Regions from separate parts of the Capra hircus genome. Here region 1 is linked to region 2. The links are chromatin contacts, called in public Hi-C maps. All regions are on one chromosome and are shown on one strand. Each heading gives the region's core, a stretch centred on a gene start, on an enhancer-like site or on the middle of the called end of the contact. The rest is flanking DNA. Distances are from core to core; before and after follow the strand shown.

What was found. Hi-C and Micro-C count contacts between places; a contact is called where the count stands out from the background.
Region 1: a contact with region 2 is called in a Hi-C map of liver, with 2.4 times the contacts expected there. The contact joins two enhancer-like sites. A contact is called at or near these places in 3 of 5 Hi-C or Micro-C datasets (blood and liver).

The regions. Positions count from the first base shown.
Region 1 is chr19:20,073,360-20,077,278 of ARS1.2, reverse strand. No RefSeq gene overlaps it. Among named protein-coding and RNA genes, the nearest start is that of MIR144, 7.2 kb to the right of the region's middle. Within about 2 kb of position 1,943, at least 1 of the 5 cell types and tissues checked has an H3K27ac peak or open chromatin away from gene starts, as enhancers often do.
Region 2 is chr19:19,998,905-20,003,007 of ARS1.2, reverse strand. FAM222B (protein FAM222B) reads left to right here. Exons shown (of 3, transcript XM_018064321.1): 3 at 1-2,044. Among named protein-coding and RNA genes, the nearest start is that of TRAF4, 8.6 kb to the right of the region's middle. Within about 2 kb of position 2,212, at least 1 of the 5 cell types and tissues checked has an H3K27ac peak or open chromatin away from gene starts, as enhancers often do.

The sequences.
Region 1 (3,919 bases), core at 694-3,193, 75 kb before region 2:
TTCATTGGCAGGCAGATTTTTCACCACTGAGCCGCCATAGTACCTACACTTGCCTGGAAAATTCCATGGGCAGAGGAGCCTGGCAGGCTACAGTCCATGGGATCGCAGAGTTGAACACACACACACACCCCTGAACATAAGCATGCCCTTTGACCCAACCATTCCAACCGCAGCAGATATATGCATACATATATGTACAAGAATACTGGGAGTTCCCTAGTGGGCAGGTGATTAGGATTCATCCCATCGTACAACATCCAAAAAAGCAGGCAAAGCTAATCTATAGCATTAGAAGTCAGGATAGAAGTCACCTTTGGAGAGAAAGAGGGGAGTAACAGAGAGAGGACACCGGAGGCTCCTGGCAACGTGCTGTTTCTTGACCTGGATGTTTGTTGCATGGGTGTGTTCACTTTGTGATAATTCACTTATGAGTTGCGCATTTTTTAAAAATATATGTTGTACTTCAATAAAACAGTTAATTCAAGAATAAATTGTCTCAGTGGGTGTATACATATGCCCAAACTTATCAAATTATGCTTTTTTTTTTTTGGCTGCCCAGCATGGCATGTGAAGTCTTAGCTCCCTGATGAGGGATTGAATCTGTGTCCCCTGCAGTGGAAGTCAGAGTCTCAATGCTAGACCACCAGGGAAGTCCCACAGTGTGCGTTTTTAATGAGTGCAGTTTATGGTCAGTTACACCTCAATAAAGTGTTTTTAGAAATTAAAAAAAAAAAAGAATAAATTGCCTCCAAGGTTTTTTGACTGGTCTAGAATGGAGCTGTTATTTACTGAAATGGGAGAAATAGTTGAAGGAACAGAACTGAAGTGGAATCAGGACCTCGATTTTGAACATGTTAAGTCTGAGGTACCTATTAGAGAAATTTGCCAAGTAGGAGATTCACTTTACCCATTAGTGTCTGGGAGAGGCTTGGCTTGGACACAGGACTTAGGGAGTCATTCAGTGTGTAGACAGTATTTAAAGCTGTGAGACAAGATGAGCTCAACGAAGGCATGAGTGTAGGTGTAAAGAGAAGAGGTTCAGAATTGAGCGCGAGGCCACCTATGTGTCGTGCACACATGTTGAGTCATGTCCGACTCTTTGTGACCCCATGAACTGTACCCCCGCCAGGCTCCTCTGTTCTTGGGATTCTCCAGGCGAGAATACTGGAGTGGGTTGCCATTTCCTATTCCATGGGATCTTCTTGACCCAGGAATAGAAATCTCCTGTGACTCTCCCATCTCCTGCATTGGCAGATGGATTCTTTACTTTGTTGTTGTTATTGTTGGATTCTTTTCTATTGAGGCACCTGGGAAGCCCTGGGGCCATCTGTAGTGGGGATGTTATAAGGACTGAATGATAGCGCTCACGTTCGCATCAAGTATGGCACTTTATGAGCACTTAGCATGTAGGAGCTGGTATCCTTTGCTTGGTAGCTGGCTTATAAAGCCCTCTTGCAGGCATTTCTTTCTTCAGATTTTAATTTGTTTTCCAACTGATTATTAAAGTGATATGTGTGTCTTTCTCATGTAATCCCTGAGTCAACCCTGTGAAAAGAGCTACTGCCCTCCGTTATATGAAATCACCAAGGGGCATGGATGTGGAGAAACTTGCCTGAGGTCACACAGGGTCTGAGCTAGAACCAGAACTGGAAGCCAGACTCCCAGACTCTGAGGCTCCTGTTCTCTTTTCACTACTTCCTGCTGACTTTCAGAAAAGGGAGGCCTGGGTGAACTGCACCAGGCCCTAACCAGGAGATGGTCCTGTTTAGCCTTCGTGTCAGAGAAGTTGGCTAGCCAGAGAAGACGACCAGAGGGGCCTGGGAAAAGACAGGGGTCTTGCTGAAAGAGGCTTGAAGGATGCTGGAGACATGAAACGGGCAATGATAGGGGGAGGGGGGAAGGGTGAGTCATCATGCCTGCCCGAGTGAGGAGAACCAGGCCTTGTCCCCAGAGTCTGGAACCAGACTCAGTCGGGGTGAGGGCCCAGCACAGAGGGGGTTAAGCCCTGGAACCTTTGCCAGGGTGGAGATGGGGGCTGCCATGGGGAGCCTCCTCTGGCCTGATAATCCGGGCTGCCTATCTCTTTCACAGCAGCTGTGAAGCAGAGAGGTTGTCCTGGCAGGGAGGGAGGGAGGCAGGGGCCAGGCTGATGGCGGGAAGGATTTGAGAAGGGAGGAACACCCAGGCTCCCTGGAGATGCTTCCCCACCTAACAGCCACCTTCAGGACGGTACCAGGAGACAGAAGTGGGCATGGCCTGAGTCTGGACATGGGGCCTCCCACTGACCAAGAGAACTGGGAGCTAATGAACAGAGCTAGGGAGGCGTGGGCTAGGAAGTTTCTATTTCTGCCTCAATGTGAGCCTGGGCAGGTGTGAGCTCCCATGCATACCTGGCAGGTATGTGAGTGAGCACGCAGGCCTCAGCTAAACATGCCCCCCTGGGGAGGATAAGCAGGAAAAGCCATGCAAAGCCTGAAGGGAAGGAGACTGGCGTTTGCTGATCTCCTGTTACCGATGAGGCAGGCTCCAGGTTACAAATTTTCATCTTTATGTCTCATTTCACCTGTACTACAGTCAGGAAAAAGATGGCATTTCTAAGCCTGTTTTCCCTGGTGGCTCAGACGGTAAAGCGTCCGTCTACAATGTGAGAGACCTGGGTTCGATCCCTGGGTTGGGAAGATTCCCTGGAGAAGGAAATGGAGACCCACTCCAGTACTCTTGCCTTGAAAATCCCATGGATGGAGGAGCTTGGTGCAGGCTACTATCCATGGGATCGCAAAGAGTCAAGCATGACTGAGCGACTTCACTTTCTCTCTTTCTTTCTTTCTTTCTTACTAAGGAAGGCAAGTTTCCACGAGTTGGGCGGGGCCCAGGCCCACTTGGTAGGTTGTGAAGGAGCCTGGGCTCTGACGGATCCAATGCCACACTTTGCCCTCTGGCTCTGCGTCAGTCCTGGGCTGGTGGTCAGGGAGGAAAGTTAAGACTTCTCAGGCACGACCCCTGAACAGTACAGGCTGAGGTTCTGGTTCAAGCGGCAGATGGCCTGGACTGTGAGTCCAGGGCAGTGAGCTCCATGCGAGGGCCCACTTCAGGAACCACAGGAGGTCAAAGAAAGGAGAGAGGAATGTTGGTGGGTTGGAGGTGACCAAGAGCAGGTGTGGAAGAGGCTAAACGAGGGGTGGGACGGGTGGGAGGATCTGAGGAAGCAGAAGCCGGGAGGGAATCCTGGCTTCATGGGGAGCTTCCCACACACTCTTTCACTGAGTCTTCCCAAGGTAGGCCCCAGTTTAGAGACGAGGAGGCTGAAGCTCATCCTGAGAGACGAAGCAAGCCATGTGCTTAGTAGGTAAATGGCAAAGCTCAGGTCTGATTCCACTGCGTCTGAAAGGCCCCACAGATGCACACACGAAATCAACCTCATTCATAGCAGCTTTGGGCCTGGAGTCAGGGATCTAGAATTTGGAGAGTGGGGTTGCTGTCCTGCCTGTTTTCCTGACTACTGTGTGACCCAGGGCCCTGAGTTTCCTCCTGGAGCTTCAGTTTCTCTGTTATAACATTGGCAGGCAGTCATCTTTTGGAGACTGATGGATGGTGACAAAGCCCCCAGGGAAGCCATTGCTAGGACCCACCACACCTGAGTTCGTTGCTCACCTCGTGTGCTTGCTCGTGGGGCCAACAGGCTTACAGTGTGTAAGGGAACGTGTTGAGAACATAAGCACACACTGCTCGTTGTCTGCAGGGCATCTCTTCAGTGTCAGGGTTTCTCTGAGCACCTCTCAGGATAAGGCCCACGAAGGGTGCTGGGGCCACAGAGAAGAATCAGACAAGGTGCCCACTTGTAGTGTCGTTAGGGGACAAATAAGGGATCAGACGAATTCTCACAGTGTGATGAGGAAAACAGAGCAGGTCCAGGCCTGGA
Region 2 (4,103 bases), core at 963-3,462:
TTCCTGCCCCATCTCCCCACCACCTCCTGCCCACCATTTTCCACCAGCCTCCTTTCCTCTTTACCTGCACCTCTCACTGTTGCCCTTAGGACTGAGGTATGGGCTAAGGGAAGGGTCCCCAGGCGAGGTAGTAGTCAGCATCCAGCCGTCTAAGCTAGGCCTCTCCCTGTCTGTCTCTCTTTCTGGGACTAAGAAGCCAGACTTCCCAAGTGCCCTGGGAGCCGATTTCTTATTTACCCAAAGACCTCAAATCAAAACTGACCAGGCCTGCATCTCCTCCCAGCCCTTCCTCAAGGCTTTATTTTTACACCTGCATTGAACCCAGAGCCACTGCACTCGTCCTTGCCACACTCCTCAAGGGCATCCTGCAAGCATGTGGCCGTGGCCTTGGGACATTGCGGGGGCAGCGGGCCGGGGAACCTGTCTTTGTATTGATACCTTGGTTCCTAACTCCCTTGCCTTCCCTAGAGCAATGCCAGGACATCTGGCTTATCCAAGACCTTCCTCACTGTTTGTCTCCTGAGTCACCTGCTGCCGTCACGCCCCACTCCCCCCTCACAAACAAAACAAAAAGCCAGTCTGTCTTGAGGAATTAGGTAGTAGGTATAGGATGATCACATTGGAGTTTGGAATTAAAAACACTGAAAAAAAAGTTAAACTGCATTTGGTTCTCTACACTGGCTAAGAATATTGCTCTACACTGTAAGTTTTAAACGTCCTGTTTCTGTATGAATGTAGCGTGGGTTTGAGTAGCAATGTGTGTGAGCGGCCCCACAGGTACATTCACTGTCTAGTCACCTTCCGCAGCCCCTCAGTTTAATGAAGGAAAAAAAACTCAAAGCCTTAAGCTCTTTGACTTCTCCTTTACCAAATGAGCATGGTTCCAACAGCTGGAGATGGGCCTCTATTGGAAACAGCCCCTCCTGCCCCTCGCCCTTCCCTCACCCACTCCACGCTCAGTGTCTTTCCCAGGTGACAGTTAGTTGGCTAGAAATTTTTAACTTTTCTGTAACTTAGGTTATGTTTTGTTGTAATGGTTTGCACCCTCCTGTTAAAGATACATAGTTGGGCGGGGGGTTTTTTTTTTTTTCCTTTAAACCATATAAGTCCTACCCTTTCATCTTGTCTCTGGGGAATGTGAGCTGATGTTATTTAAGATTCTTGGTTTTGTTTACTGTACTATCCACTGTTCTTTAGCCAGAAATTCTCTAGTGATCTGAAGCAATGTGACTGAAGACCAGTTTTTAAATTATGTGTTGGCAAGTTGCCTTATATTTAAAAAGAAAAAACAAGGAAAAATAATGCCTGATTGTGTTATGCCAAATGATAGCAACAGGAAAGCCCTAATTTATTGTTCCCCATTGTTTTGCTGCCGTCTGTAGACACTGGTACCTTCCTGTCCTGAGCCCCCAGGAGCGCCAGCAGCTTCTGGTGTGATGCCTTCTCCCAGTGTGTTGGCCACCATCTCACCCAGGGGCCCCTTCCAGTTCTTGCTTCTCTTGAGTTAAATTCTCTGAAAGGACACCACTGTCTCAGCTTATCCCCTGCTTGATCTCTAAACCAGATATTTTTGCTGTAATTTTCTTCCAATGCCTCTCTCCCCAAAAGGTGAGCTGCCATTTTAGGAAATTGGACCAGACACCAACTTGGGGGCTTAAAAATCAAACCTCAAACCCATCTCTTCCTGTGTAGGGGTGCATCTGAAGCTCTCACTCCCACCCCTAGTCTGCATGGAAAATGTACTGTGACCCCCCGCCCCCCACTACCCTCACTTTTGGTGGGAGATGTTTCCTAGTTCACCCTGAGCCCCTCTTCCCCTCTGCCAGCCAACCCCCAACCAGCAATAAGGGTCCACGCCAGGGCCTCCTCCCACACCCCAGCCTCCATTCCACGCTGCCCCTAGAGAATAATCTGGGTCTCCTGCCGTCCGCATACTGTAGCGTTCATTCTCCGTCTCCCTCATCCTCTCACCTGTGGCGGTTTATGGGGGGGGTGGGGTTTTTAAGATTATTATAAACCAGTAAAAAGAGAGAACTCACCTTTTGATCTTGTCCTATTCGTTAATGCTTGTTTCAGATGATCTTTCTTAACGGTTTTTAATACTTTCTACAAGTAATTTCTCATTTTTAAAGGGCCGCCTAGAGTATTTGTCCCGGTCAGAAGCCCTCCCCACCCATCATCCCAGGGCAGGTGTGCTGAGTCAGCCCCTGGAAGGGGCACCCGCCTGACTGGCCATCTCCCCTGGGCAGGGCTGTGGGGGGCTTAGTCGGACTTGATGGTTATGTTCGCTGCCCCTCACTGGAGGCCCAGTTCAGTGTACTGCCGTGTTCAAGGACCATCAGTCACTGAAAAATGGGGATCTGGTTTGTGAATAAGCCCACTTAAGACTGAATGTCCCTCCCCTCCCCCTTGAAAATCTTGGAATTTCTGAGGACCTCTGACAAGTGATAAGTGTTGTAATAATCTGTAACATGAAAAGTGGCCCTCTTGGCAATTTCAGTCTTAAAATGTTGAGTACTGATTGGAGATTTTTTTTTTTTGTCTCGGGGGCGGGGGAATCCACAACAGCTCTTTAGGTCTCCTCTTCCTGCTGAGTTTGGGTCTGGGCTAAGATGTGATGGAGGGAAGGAAAGATCCCACAGGCTGTGGAACTCAGTGAGTGTGCAATCAGATGGTTAATAGGTGGTTCTCCAAACTGATGGAGTTGAAAGCACCTTGAGCATGCCCTTGTCTATGGGGTGTTTTTTTGTGAAGGTACTTTTTGCCTTTACTCCTCATCCCATCCGTGTGAAAGAAAACTCTCCCACTCGTTAGTGACCTACAGTCAGCCTAGAGTAACAAGGCTAAACAGTAGACAGTTGAGCCCCACTCACACTGTGATGCAAAACCTGCCTTGAGTTCCATAAGCAATTATGACCACCTGCAGAGGCAAGGAATGAGCAGTATGGGTATGGGGTCAACCAAAGGAGGAACCTACCGCCTGGCATGGTGCAGTGGCTCAGTGCTGCCAGCAGGGGGAGAACTTGATCTGGGGAGGGGGGCGTCTGGCTTCTGCTGAAAGGCTAACGCAGAAGAATTTCCACCTGTTGGTGCTGGAAACCCAGATCTGTGCTTAAGGCATTTTTTCTGCTAGAGCCCATGGTCTTTTACCAGCTTCCAGGCCTCACTATACCAAGATGGTTCAGCTCATGAAAGAGCCATGTTTCTCAGCAAAGCAGCCAGGGCTTCGTCTCTCCCTAGATGAGTGAATTTGACCTTTTGAAGGTTTTGGTTAGTTCCTCAGGCTTGCTGTCTCAGGCATAGACCTTTCCTGTCACTTCTGGTAAGGGTTCTTCACCTGAGTCTTTGGCTGGGAAAGCAGAGACAGTAAACTACAGCCTTTGAACCTTCTCCTTCCCATACTCTGAGCCTGAACAGTATTTTCCATACACAGGCCTCTTAGGGCCAGGCAAGAGTAAGGCCCTTTATGCTGATGAGTTAATCTTTACAACAAATCTAGCAGGATTACTCTCATTTTACCAGCGAGAGTAAGGATGTCATGTAGCTAAGTAACTTGCCAAAAAGCAAGCATAGCGAAGATCCAAAACCAAATCTATTGCCAAAATTAAAGGAAGCTAATCTAGGGATTGCTGGAGCTTAAAACAGAATCCAGTGATAAGGGGAAGAAAAATCCAGGCCCTGCCCCCAAATAGCTGGAAGATCACTGAAAGTTCAAATATGGATAATCACAGGCACCCCCTTTGAGGCCTGTATGAAAAGCAAGTGTGGATGGGGAAATCCAAGTGCTTTGAATACCTCGAAGGCTTTTGGAGTTAGGCTAACATTCACCAAGTGCTCACAGTCATCCCTCATTATCCACAGGGAACTGGTTTAAGAATTTCCCAACTCAGAGTCCACAGATGTTCAAGTCCTTGATAGAAAATAGCATAATGTTTGCATATAACCTACACACAATTTACAGTGTGCTTTAAGTAATCTGTAGATACAATGTAACACCAGGTGAATTTGCCCATGAGTGGCCAATAAGTTTTGCTCTTTGTAGCTTTCCCCAAGTGTTTCAGTTTACTCCTTCTTGATTGAATTCAAGGATGTGGAACCCACAA